2 separate regions of the Sus scrofa genome follow, and region 2 is linked to region 1. The links are chromatin contacts, called in public HiChIP or PLAC-seq maps. All regions are on one chromosome and are shown on one strand. Each heading gives the region's core, a stretch centred on a gene start, on an enhancer-like site or on the middle of the called end of the contact. The rest is flanking DNA. Distances are from core to core; before and after follow the strand shown. Region 1 overlaps SERGEF (secretion-regulating guanine nucleotide exchange factor). Region 2 has its middle 41 kb from the start of MYOD1.

Evidence for each region. HiChIP or PLAC-seq counts read pairs in DNA pulled down with a chosen protein or histone mark.
Region 2: a contact with region 1 is called in an H3K27ac HiChIP or PLAC-seq map of skeletal muscle, with 4 times the contacts expected there. The contact joins two enhancer-like sites. A contact is called at or near these places in 1 of 47 Hi-C or Micro-C datasets (skeletal muscle) and 1 of 2 datasets of contacts at active chromatin or transcription factors (skeletal muscle).

What each region holds. Positions count from the first base shown.
Region 1 is chr2:41,151,011-41,157,305 of Sscrofa11.1, reverse strand. All of the region lies in intron 8 of SERGEF (secretion-regulating guanine nucleotide exchange factor), which reads right to left. Among named protein-coding and RNA genes, the nearest start is that of SERGEF, 40 kb to the right of the region's middle. Within about 2 kb of position 2,540, at least 2 of the 83 cell types and tissues checked have an H3K27ac peak or open chromatin away from gene starts, as enhancers often do. A contact at or near this core is called in skeletal muscle, where this site is marked.
Region 2 is chr2:41,461,849-41,468,143 of Sscrofa11.1, reverse strand. No RefSeq gene overlaps it. Among named protein-coding and RNA genes, the nearest start is that of MYOD1, 41 kb to the right of the region's middle. Within about 2 kb of position 3,708, at least 15 of the 83 cell types and tissues checked have an H3K27ac peak or open chromatin away from gene starts, as enhancers often do. A contact at or near this core is called in skeletal muscle, where this site is marked.

The DNA of each region.
Region 1 (6,295 bases), core at 1,291-3,790:
AGAAGCACCCCAGAAGAGGCCACAAGGAGAACCTGTTACAATCAAGCACCCACCAGGAAAGGGAAGATAATCAGGAGACCTGGAGTCCCAGTAACTTCAATGAGAGGGGCTACGGAGGCTCAGGACCACGGTCAAGGCCAGTGGGTGGTGTGACAAGCACTGCAGTTACATTCAAATCGCACATCTGGGAGTTCCTGTCATGGCTCAGTGGTTAACCAGATTGCTGTGAGCTGTGGTATAGGTCGCAGACGCGGCTCGGATCCTGTGTGGCTGTGGCTGTGGCTGTGTGCAGGCCAGTGGCTACGGCTCCAATTGGACCCCTAGCCTGGGAACCTCCACATGCTGCGGGAGTGGCCCTAAAAAAAGACAAAAGACAAAAAAAAAAAAAATTGCATATCTGGAGGGCCAAGGCCTCATGGGTATGAAAGGCCACTGTGGTGGGACTGCCTGCCTTTCCCTTCCACATCTGATCTCCCTCCCACTCTGCTGCCGTCCCTCAGACCCCAGAAGAAACACCTTTCACCAGCACCGCAGCCATCAAGGAACTCCAAGTCATCAATGTGACCTTCTGTAAAAACCTGACCCAGCATAAGACAACCTCCATGACGTTTGCCTTGAGTCCCACCAGAGACGGTGAGCACCAGAGCTGCAGCACCTTCCTGGGAGAGGCTGACTCTTCCACGGCCAGGGACTGGGAATGGCATCTGCTACACAGATTTTTCCTTTCATAGGATCAGCTCCAACCAAATCAGCAAAGCACTGTTACTATGGACCATCTGCCAGGACCCGGAAACAGCCCTGTTACATAAAGGGGCTGGTGTAATGAAATTTATTAAACTGGCTTCTTCCTTCCTCCATAAGGGAGACGGAACAATTGAAGTCTCTCTTAGGAGAGTACTGCCGGGCCATGGAGGGGCCCTGGGCTAGGGACCCCTGGTCTCATCCTGGCTCTGCATCCGTCAGCTGTGGCACCACCTCCCTGGGCTTCTGTTTCCCCAAATTTCAAATGAGGCCGAGACGGTCCCCTCCAGCATTAAAATTCCCTGCCTTCTTACTACTCTCACTAACAGGGCAAAAAAGTAAGTTACCTTTGATGTTAATTTTGTGCCACAGGGTTAACTTTCTGAAAAAAAGTGGTGCTTCATATTCGCTGGCTAAAGGGGCAAAATGCCGAGTGGAGCCCCTGACCCCAGGGGCTGGCTAGGGGAAGGTGCACAGAGGAGAGCCAGAGGTTAGAACCTTCCAGCAGCCAGGCAGAAAGGCCCAGGCAAATGGCAAGTGGGTCTCTGGGAAGCAGTGCTGTCCATGACGTCCTGCTTGGGAGCTCAGTCACCTGCAGGGAACAAAGTGCTTTGTCACCCAGGATCTTACTCGATCCTCGCAACCCCCTCGAGTTGACATGATGACGTTGCCGACCCCGATGTCACACTGTGCAAGGTAAGGCCAAGTAACTAGGAGCGGGGTGAGTCTTAACCTCTCGTTGCCTCACACGTAAAATGGGAGGGAGCCCCGCTCAGCAAACTTTGTGTAAGGATTAAATAGATATTTTTGCAAAGCTCTGGCAAAATGCCTGGCACACAGTGCGTCCTGGGTAAATCTGAGGAACCCTTCCCCACAGCCTCCTTCTCCTCAGGGATCTGTGAGGAAGCCCTGAAGCGGCTCATCTTCAAGCCCAGAAGAAATGCTTCAGGAGGGAAGGTCACGTGACCTTCCCTGCAGGCCCCAGAGGGCAGACCTGGGGGCCGGGTGGCTCCAGTCCCCACCCGTCTCGCACTTTCTAAGGGTCACCCAGCTCACCTCAGGGAGAGGGCCCCGCGGGAACCCAGAGTACCTCCAAACCAGTGGCAGAGATGAGCCCTGAGCAGAAAAAGCCCGTAAGAGCCACCCTCCCTTGAGGCAGGGCCTTCCCTCCCTTGTTCATATTTATCACCCTCAGGAGACCTGCAGCTGTTCCTCAGAACAAAGCCTGAATAAGGGACCCATGCTCTTCTTGAGGGATTCCAGACCCTTCTGACCCTATCTGGCCCCATGTTAAGCAAACACTTAACAAGGCTAGGGTACACTTCCCACATCTAGGCCTTTGTTTCCAGAATGCCTTCTGCCTGGAGCGCCCTCCTCAGCCTACTCAACAAATATTTGTTGAATAACAGAGTGAAGGCAGGAAGGAAGGAATGTGTGAATGAGTGCGTGACATAATATATCCCCACGAGGCAGCCAAAATAGAGATTATGATTCTCACTTAACTGATGAGGAAATCTAGGCCCAGAGAGCTTAAATGACTTGCCTAAGAGCACACAGCCAACAAGCCGCCAAATCAGAACTTGAGCCTGGCTCCTCAGGGCTCTTGGGACCACGTCAAGCTTCCTCTGAAGGTAAAAAGTCAAGCTTAGGTTAGGAAAAAGCTGATCCAAGATTCCTCAAAATGGGCCGCTTTCATCTTGGCACATATCCGAGAGCACTTTAAGGCACTGGCTGTCACTACGATTATTGAGAGTTCCCGAGAGACAGGCAAGGTCCCTTGAGAAAGGGCAAGCACAGTGCCATCTGTCAAGAACCTAAAAATGATGGCACAATTACAGGCCGGTCACTTAATGCTCACTTTCAGAGAGCTCCTGGAACAAATCAATCCCCACCAGGAAAGAGGAGGAGGGCTCTCTGAATGGAAACTCAGCCCTCGTGCCAGGGGCCTCCGAGCCCTTCCCAGAACCTTCCTGTGAGCTCGCAGCATGGCTGGTGCCCCTGCCCACTGTGGACAGATTGAGCAGCCGAGGACCCAAGGCTTTGCAGCCATGCAGGGGCAAAGCTGGCCTCCCAGCCCTGGGGCACCAAGCAGCACTGGCGGCCTCAGGGAGCGAGCGCTCTCTGCACTGAGCTTCTCCAAGAAGGTGGGAAGAGGGCAGGCCCACAGGCTGGTGTCCCGAGCATGGCCACTGAAAATGCATCGCTCCCATGCCAGGAAGCTGCAGCTACTCCATGCGACTAACCCTGATGGAGCCCTTCGTCTACACTAGGGGAGACCTGGGGTGGGGGAGGGGGTGGTAAAACAGACCAGGTCCCTCGCACCTGGTGAGGGGGAAGCATTGACAAATGAACAAGCAAATAATGATACTGTGATTTCAGGCAGTGAAAACTGCTCTGGTGGAAAGTAAAGCAGGGCAGGGAGTAGAGTGTGGGAGACAGGAGGAGGTGGCTATTTTCAATGGGATGGACAGGGAGGTGACAGTGGGCAGAGAGCAACGGAAGTGTGGCAGTCACTACACGGGGCGAGGGGGAGAGGGAAAAACCAGGGAACTGCAGGGGTCCCCACGCAGAGAAGAGAGGTACCTCTTCTCAGAAGGCGTCCCACCACCAGACACCACTCCGGAACCTGCTCCACAAAGACCTGCCTTTGCTGCTTCAAAGGTCTCCTCTCCCCAGCAGCCCACCATAAGCTTTCTCCAAAGAGAAAAAAGAATTGTTTCTCCCTGCCCTGCAGCCTGGGAGGTGCCTGCTACGCTCCCAGGGCAGTCGCTTTGCGGGGAGGCGGCACAAGGAGATGAAATGAGTCTAACCTTTGACATCAAACAGAACATAGTCCAGGGGTCTGCTTGGCGTAACCAGCTGTGTTACTTTAGACAAGCCACTCAGCCTCTCCGAGCCTCAATTTCCTCTCTTGGACTATGGAGGCAATGGCCCCTACCTCAGAGGATCATGAGGACGAGGTAAGTGGCAGCTGGCACAGCACCCGGTCCATGGTAAGTGCTTGGCAAAGACTGGTTCCCTGCCCTACACTGACCCCCTTTGAAATTTTTTTAAAAAATTTATTCAACCAATTGTGCCAACTTACTATAATGTGCCTCTGGCACGGCCCTGGGCCTGCTCATCTGCTGGGTGTAGGGGCTCTGAGGTGACTTTGATGAAGATTCCATCATGGCGCAACCTGATTAGAGGAACTTGAACCAGAGGAGAACTGGGCAGACAGAAAGGGAACAGAAAATGCCATGGACACTGCCCTTACTGCAGATGAAATCATTAGGATCAGATGCTCAGTGAAATCGGGATCAAGGCAGACAGTTAACTGCTGTCCCCTCCTCTTTCCACCTCTGGCTCACCATCCCAGGGCCCAAGTCCTTGTCTCCTGGCTCTTCCTGTGGGGCAGCCAGCTAGAGGCCAAAGCCATCTCCGTTCTCCTATCAAGCAAGGAGATAATCAGGTATCGACCCACGGTGAGACCTTAGGCAGCACCCCCTTCTCTCTCTGGGCCTGAGTTCCCCCTGCATAAAAAGAGGGAGGACTTGTGTGACCTCTGGGGGTCCTTTCAGCTCTGACCTTGCTAATTCTATCTCCGGATGCTGGCCCTACTGGCCTCCCCTGGTATCTGCCTGCCCACTTCTGCCATCTGGTGGCCTTCCAGGCCCCACTGCACTTGGCTTTGGCCAGCCCTCTCACAAGCCCCTTATTCGAAGGCACCTATTTCCAAGGGTAAATCTTGCTTCTGCCTCAGCTGGACACGCACTGCACTCCTCTGGGCCACAGATCAATAGGTATTCGTTGCCAAACACAAAAACCAAAAATAACGCCAGAACTTCATCTCTCTAGCAGAGATGACACAGCTGCAGCTGAGAGCTGATCTCCCTGCCCACAGAGAGCGAGGAACCTGCCCAAGGTCGCACAGCTGCCTGGGCACAATTCTACTTTGTCACAATGCTTAGGGCTGGTGGGCACCCTGGGAACCCAAAACAAAGTCAGCTCAGGGCCAAGAAAACAAAACCTCTGGAAGGTGAGAAACAAACTGTCAGGAGTCCTTGCAAACCTCAAGAAATGGTGAGACAGGTCATGGGAACACGTGAGCACTGCTTGCAGAAATTCACTGGAAATAACTAACTGGCAGTGGCCAGGGCATCTCCTGACCTTGGAGGGCATCGCTCACAAGGATGACTGCAAGTCTCCAGGAAACCAGCCTCCAAGCACCACCACAGTCAGAATCCTAGATTAGGAGACCACCAGAGGGCAACAGAGGGCGAGGAAGACACACAGGTGGCATCGCATGTTTGCAATGAGAATCCCCTTGCTCAGACACCGCTCCTCCGGGTCCAATTCTAGCTTTTCTTCTCTACCGCCAGGCCTCTTGGCGCCTGGCCAGAGGAGCTGTGTAAAGGTGTATACAGGCAGATCCCTCAGATTCCTGCACAATCATGGGAACTGTCCACCCTGTGGACTCAACTGATCACTCTGTCTGCAGCCTTCTTCTAAACCCTCTAGGGCAGACCCCCCCAAAAAATGCTGTGTGTCTTTAGCAGGCCACTTGCCTTTTCTGGCCTCTATTATCTCATATCTACAGCATAACTGAGTTCCGCTCGATGCTCTTCCAAGTCCTTTTAAATATAAAATTCTAGAATTTGAAACCAAATCAAGGCAAATCAAAGCCACTCTTCACCTGAGAGCAGATGAGAGTGACAAAGGCAAAAGTACTCAAACAATGCTTCCCTCTAGTGGTGTAATGGCATCACTACACCCTCTCAGCTCAGTCCAATCACTCAGCTCTATTCAATCCCACCCAGAACTGTGAGCAGGAGAAAAAGGTTAGCAGCTAGCCAGCAGAGCCCAGGTGCAGAGAGCAGGAGAGGAAGAAAGGACGTGAGCCTCGAGAAACCAAGGAAGCCTCTGAGCTGGTTCTTCAACAGTGTAGAAATTCTCCATCTTTAGGAATGAGTATATATCTTGGGCTCCAAGGACCTTTTGTGACCTCCAACTCCCCTCTTCACATGAGGAAACCAAGGTTTAGGGATGTTCACAAGGGACTTGCCTGAGGTCACAAAGCTGACTCATGACTGAGCCAAAAACAGATGCCTGCTTTCCTGCCTCCTTCTAGTCTCTTGCCTCTTTTCCACATGACCTCCCAACTGAGGCCCATAGAAGTGATTTGTCAAAGGCATATATATATATATATACACACACACACACCACACCACACACACAGAGGAGTATAAAGGCAATGGGGCCAGTTTCCTTCACTGAGGGGCAAGAAGTTTGTTCAATAATATTCATGGCTGATAGAACTAGACTGCAAATGACATACTCTTCATAGAAAATATAAAAAATAAAATAAAATTCACTCATAATCCCACTGATTAAGACATTTAACATTCTGTCATATTTCCTTCTGGTCTTTTCTATGCAAATATTCTTTAAAAAAAATAGAAGCGGTGGCATAGTAAATTACTGTGAACTACTTGTTTCACTTACTGTGTCATGAACATATTCTTCTGTCATTAAATATCCTTCTGAAACATTCTATTTAGTGGATCTATATTCC
Region 2 (6,295 bases), core at 2,459-4,958, 310 kb before region 1:
ACTTCTGAAGGATCACTTGAGAAGTCCTTTTCCATTGTTAGTGTGTCTGCCACAGTGGATTTTTCACCCGTTTTTAATGGCTTTGGAGTAACACATGCAAACAAAGCTGCGCTTTGCCTCTGAAATATTGGGTCTCGATAGGCAGTTAGTGTATCAATTACAGGATGAAAAATGATGAACTATAATCCTTTCCTCTAAAGAATCTGCAGATCAGAGAACCGTCATATGCTCTGGAGCAGATGACACAAAAATCTTTAAAGTATTAGCCTTTCAACCAAGAGAGTTTTGTAATGTGGGAAATGTGATTTAAAACCGTTGGTTTTCACATAAGCCTTAAGAAAATGCCTCTGGCCACTGTATTTTGATAACTGGATTACAATTTATGCATTATAGTTCAGATATGCAAGAAAATATACTTTTTAATGTTTCTCTAAATATTTTTTATCTTGCTGCAAAGTCTCTAAACAAAATGCAGGTAGGGAAAAAACTGTACTCCAACCCCTTCAGTTAAAATACCCTATGCAGGAGTTCCTGTTGTGGCACCGCAGAAACAAATCCAACCAGTATCCATGAGGATGTGGGTTCGATCCCTGAGTTTGCTCAGTGGGTCAGGGATCCGGCGTTGTCGTGAGCTGTGCTGTAGGTCACAGGCATGGCTCAGATACTGCGTTGCTGCGGCTGTGCCATAGGCCAGGAGCTGTAGCTCCAATTTGACCCCTAGCCTGGGAACTTCCATATGCTGTGGGTTCATCCCCCCCCCAGAAAAAATAACCTCTTCATACAGACATAAGAAAAAATCTTATGGTGACCAAAGGGGAAAGGGGGGAGGGATAAATTAGGGGTTAGAGATTAATATATACACACAACTAAATATAAAACAGATAAACAATGAGGACCTACTGTATAGCACAGGAAACTCTCTCAATATTTTGTAATAACCTGTAAGGGAAAATGATCTGACAAAAAAGCTATATATGTATGTATAACTGAATCACTTTGCTGTACACCTGAAACCAACACAATATTGTAAATCAACTATACTTATAAAATTTTTTAAAAACACAAAATGGTGCATAAATTCTCTCTGCACAAGTGAGTCCTTCAAGGTGCTCCCACTTACCCCTCCCTCTCTGCTTCCTGAGCACTACAGGGGCACTGAGAGAGAAAGTGACCTCTGGTCTGAGCATATGGCTTCTGCTCACCTGGGGTAAGGAGAGCTCAACCCACATGGTTTCTGGACGTGGGCCTCAGCTGTGGCTGAGGAGTCTGTGGCTGGATATCTCCCAGTCTATGCTCTCAGAACAGGTGAATTGCTTGGTGATTTCTTTCTAGGAGATGGTCCTGTGCCCTTGCTCTTGGGCTCCTGCTCCAGCGGCTGATGCTCTGAGACTCAGCCACAGCTCCCACCTGGACCCCCAGCTTTGGATTCTACCCTCAGCATCTTGCAGTGGGAGTCCTTGAACCTCCATGATATGGGGGTATCCTTGTGCCTGCACACCGTGGCTGCCGATTCTCAATTCTCAGCCACCTTCTCTGTTTGCCATAGCTGTGCAGGTGCTTTTGAATCTCTCCCAGAGTGTGAAGACTACTTCTGGCTACCTGTCTAGACACATCTTACACTACCCAGGTGAGGCTGGAAGAAAATGAAACAATGGCATGAATGCCCATGGCATTTCCTGAGCTTGTTGGGGGTGAATATTTCTTTTCTTCTTTTCTTTTTTGCTTTTTAGGCCACATCTGAGGCATATGGAGGTTTCCAGGCTAGGGGTCAAATGGTAGTACAGCTGCCACCTACACCACAGATCATAGCAACGTCAGATCCTTAACCCACTGAGCGAGGCCAGGGATCAAACCTGCATCCTATGGTTCCTAGTTGGATTCGTTTCTGCTGCACCACGTCGGGAATTCTGGGGATGAATATTTCTAGTGGGGCATTTTTTCATCTTCCCTCTCCTCTGTGTCCCTGGGCTAAGGCAGCACGCTGATCTTATGTCACCTTTTCCTAGAGACTGGAGAGCTCTCAGCTTCCCCTTCCTGCCTGACAGGGCTGATCTTACATCATCACCTCATCCTTTCCCACTCCAACCCCACAGCCTGAAGGCTGATGGTGGAAATGCTGCAGAGAACAAACTCAAAGCACTTAGAATAGAAAAAATATATCAGGAGCCAATATATATGGTCCCCGATACATGATTCTGACAGATTTCTGTGTACTTTCAGCTAGCAAGCAGCCAAATTTCAAAGGGCCAACAACTGCTAACAGAGCCATCTATCCTTGGCGATCTTCACACAGCTTTCAGATTCTTCCGGCAAAGAGCAGGCAATGACCAGTTCACAAAGGGCCTCCCACTACACTGACCAGGTACGTATATATTATTTTATAATTGCATCAGAGAACCTAACCCTAAGATAGTTTGAGTAACAAATGCAGGTGAAACATTACTTAACAAAGTCTAAATTCCAAAAGCTGAAATTGACCACTAGAGCAATTTCCTGTACTCTTTTTCTTAACCCACTAGTATTTTTATTTCATCAGCACAGTGCCTTTTGCTCTTGTAGCTGCCTCACCAAGTAAAGACAAGGAGGACAGTTATTCAGAGCTATTGGGCAACTGGCAGAAAATCATATTAACGAAGTAGTGCACAGATACACTTTAATACACCTTAGATCTTACGTCCTCTGTGCACATCATGATACTGCAGTCCTGTGCCTGAAGCCAGATCCTTTATCTTATATCTGAATCCTATGTAAGAATGCATTTCTTCCTTTGCTAAAGCATTTATGTTATTTTTTAAATGCTTTAGTATATTTAAGAGCCACAATCAGTACTCCTGCCACCTATGATTCACATAATTTTCTCAGAGCCACCGGCCTTATTTCATTTCAACATTCTACCTTCTCCTCCCTCTAGTTCACACAGGAAGCCTCTGCCTGCATCTCATGAGGGACAGACCCAAGTAGGACCAACCATAGGGTTGTCCTCACCCAGGAAGATAAGAACAGCATTCATGAGATCACTGACAATCACCCAGGTCTGTACACCAGCTGATCTTTGCATCGAATCCTTGGCCACTCAAGGACAGGACTAGGTCTGTATTATTCTGTAAGTTCCCTTCCCTCTAAAGGCACAATAGAAACAGCTAACATTTATGGAGAACTTATGTGCCAAATATTTTACATTCATTATCTCATTGATTCTGCCCAACATGTAGGCAGTATATAATAATACTACTCTTTATTTTACAGCTGAGGAAAGTGAGGCTCAGAAAAGTCAAGTAACCCATTTGAAATCGCACAGCCAGCAAACATTAAAGCTGAATTTGAACACATCTAACTGTAGTGACCTTGGCTATTACAATTTGGGCATACAGAAGTTAAATCGTCGTCTACAGTCACAAGGCCAATAAATTTGAGCAAGGATTCAAATACAGAGTTCATCCATCTCCAAATGTTTCACTCTACAGTACAGGGAAGAGGCATGAAGCAAACACATTCAACGTAGGCTTATGAGAGAAGCATATATTCAGAAGATCAGAGCCTTTAAATAGAAATTGTTTGGAAGATGTGTGACAGCAGAGTCCTTTCAGCTGACGGGCTGGTGGGACTCCATCAACCAGCAAACAGGATCTTTGGTGAGCACTTGGTGAACTCGACCAATGAAAGCTGCATATTGCAAGGCGTGGGTGGTGGAACTGGCCAATCAATAACCTCGAAAAGCGTACTAGTCAGTGAAACCGGCCAATCAGCTAGACCTGCATTTCTGAGCTGGGAACTTGTTCCTTGGAAAAGTAATCTGATTTCCTAATGGCGAAAGGCCACTCTGGGCTCTGACTGGCGCCAGAGTTCCAGGAAACAGGTCTGAGGCCATTCCCGTGCCAGCAGTTCACTGCCAGCGCGCCTTTGCTCAGAGATTAGCCATGAGGTCAACCATTTCAGTGACTCACCTCGTGAAAATGAAGCGGCAGTGTCAGGCCTTACTGTTTTCTCTGTAAGCATATAAATTGATTTTTCCAGCTGGTTAAATTCTCCCCTTTGTTTTTATACAGAGGCTTAGGATGTGGCTGGATTTCAGCTCCAAAGATATTACCAGGTAAAAACAGTCCCCCACTCTGTGCAAGACCCAGCCTCTGTGACCAGTGAAACTGGCTTATTGAAACTGTGGCCAAGTAGTGACCTACCTGAGACAGCCCCGCTGGTGACAGTCTGGGGAAGCCACCACCTAGGGCTAAGGTAAATCCTCAACTGAAGACAGGGACAGCCTCATTCTGAAACATCCCGTTGAATGATGACCCCACCCGCTGCCACAAATTCAAGAGATCACATGTCAGCTCCCATAAATCCAGGTGACACCTCCCATTTGGACAGAAACTCCAGAAGCTCCTGGAATTTTATATATGGAGAATCTCCAGAGAAAGAAACGAGATCCTAGCTGCTGTGTCCCTCGAAGTTTACTTTCTGTTCAGGGTTCTTTCCTACTCTGCCACCATGTCCCCCACTCATGCTCCCTCCACCAAGGGGCTATTCCTAATTTGCCCAGCCTTCCAGGCACCAAACAGGGTAGGTTGGGTCACTGTGAAAGCAGAGCCTCAGGCAAGGATTGACGGAGGGGGTCTATTCTGCAGGAGAGCCTAGGAAGCCGAAGCGTGAAGAAGGAGGAGTCAACCAGGGAAGTAGCAAGAGCCAAGATGAGGGCACGTTTCCTTGAGGTCTGTGGGTAAAGGGCTCGATTCCAATGGAACCACTGCACACTCCCGGAAGTGTCCACCTGACAGAGGAGAGCTGGAGTCTGTCTTCCCTCGGCCCTGACTGGAAATTGTTGCTGAGGCAGTTAACTCCCGTGTGCCTCCAGGCAGCATTCACAGGCTGCAAGCGAGCTCCTGCGGTGTGGACGAAACCCCTCTTCAGAATCAGGGAAGACTCTGGCTCTGCTTGAGGGAGGACATTGAGAACGAGATCCCCGCCTGGATCTGTCCTCTTCCACCATGACTGAAAGCAGAGGTGGGCCAGGCGCTTGTGGGGCTTCCTGAAGAGTTTTATGAACTCTGGCGGGGCAGCAACAGGAAAATAAACCCTCAGGTAATGTGAACCAGTTTACCTCACCCAAGCTGAAGTATGCGGTATGTCACACGTCTACCCAAGAGCCACTGAAGAAAAACATACTGACTTCTGAATCCTACAAATCCGAGTTCAAATCCTGGCTCCGCCACTTAGTTAGGTAGTGACTTTTGGCATGCCACCTGAGTGCTCTAAAGCTCAGCTTCCTCAAATGGATAATAGGGATAAAAATACTTACCTTATAAAATAGTAGTGGGCAAAGTCCTCAGGACATAGTAAGCCCTTTCTCAACATATGGCAACTCTTACCAAAGGGCTGGCACTTTTTCTACACCCTCAGCCACCCCCAAGGGCCAGGCTGTCTCCGAGGGAAGGTGGCTCTTTCACCTTTTCTAGATAAAAGCTTCCTGACATCCTAGTGTTTTTAAGCCCAAGACCACATAGCTGTGTGGCCCCTGCTGTCCTCCCCTTCAGAACCTTAACAGAACCACTTCTTATCCTAGAGACTTGAATCAAACCATTTAGGAGATAGAAGGGGAGTGAGACCCATAAAATCCAGGTATTAAAAAAAACGGAGGCATTCCCGCTGTGGTGCAGCAGGTTAAGAATCCAGCGTTGTCACTGCAGCAGCTCGGGTTGCTACTGTGCACAGACAGGTTCAATCCCTGGCCCAGGAATTTCCACATGCCACAGGCAGAGCCGCAAAAAAAAAAAAAAAAAAAAGAGGAATTTTGTGGGAAAGATCAGTTTTTAGAAAACTATCTTGACCTTTGTCTCAACTACTAAAGACAAAATGCAAGCTTTCCCCTATGAATTTTTTTGTTTCATAGTCCATATCTTTGGATGAAGTAATACCTTTGGGTGAATATGATAATAAGCAAACTCAGATTCTAGAGGTGAGTGTTCCTAAGTGTAAAATCCATCCATCTGGAGTTCCCATCGTGGCTCAGTGGAAACGAATCCAGCTAGGAACCATGAGGTTGCGGGTTCGCTCCCTGGCCTCGCTCAGTGGGTTAAGGATCCAGCGTTGCCATGAGCTGTGATGTAGGTCGCAGACGCGGCTTGGATCCCGTGTTGCTGTGATTCTGGCGTAGGCCGGCGGCTACAGCTCCTATTCAACCCCTAGCTTGGGAACCTCCATTTGCCACAGATGCAGCCCTAAGAAGACAAAAGACATTTAAAAAAAAAAAAAATCCATCTTGTTCCTCAATTATGTAAAAAGTGCTATGTCTATAAAAGGC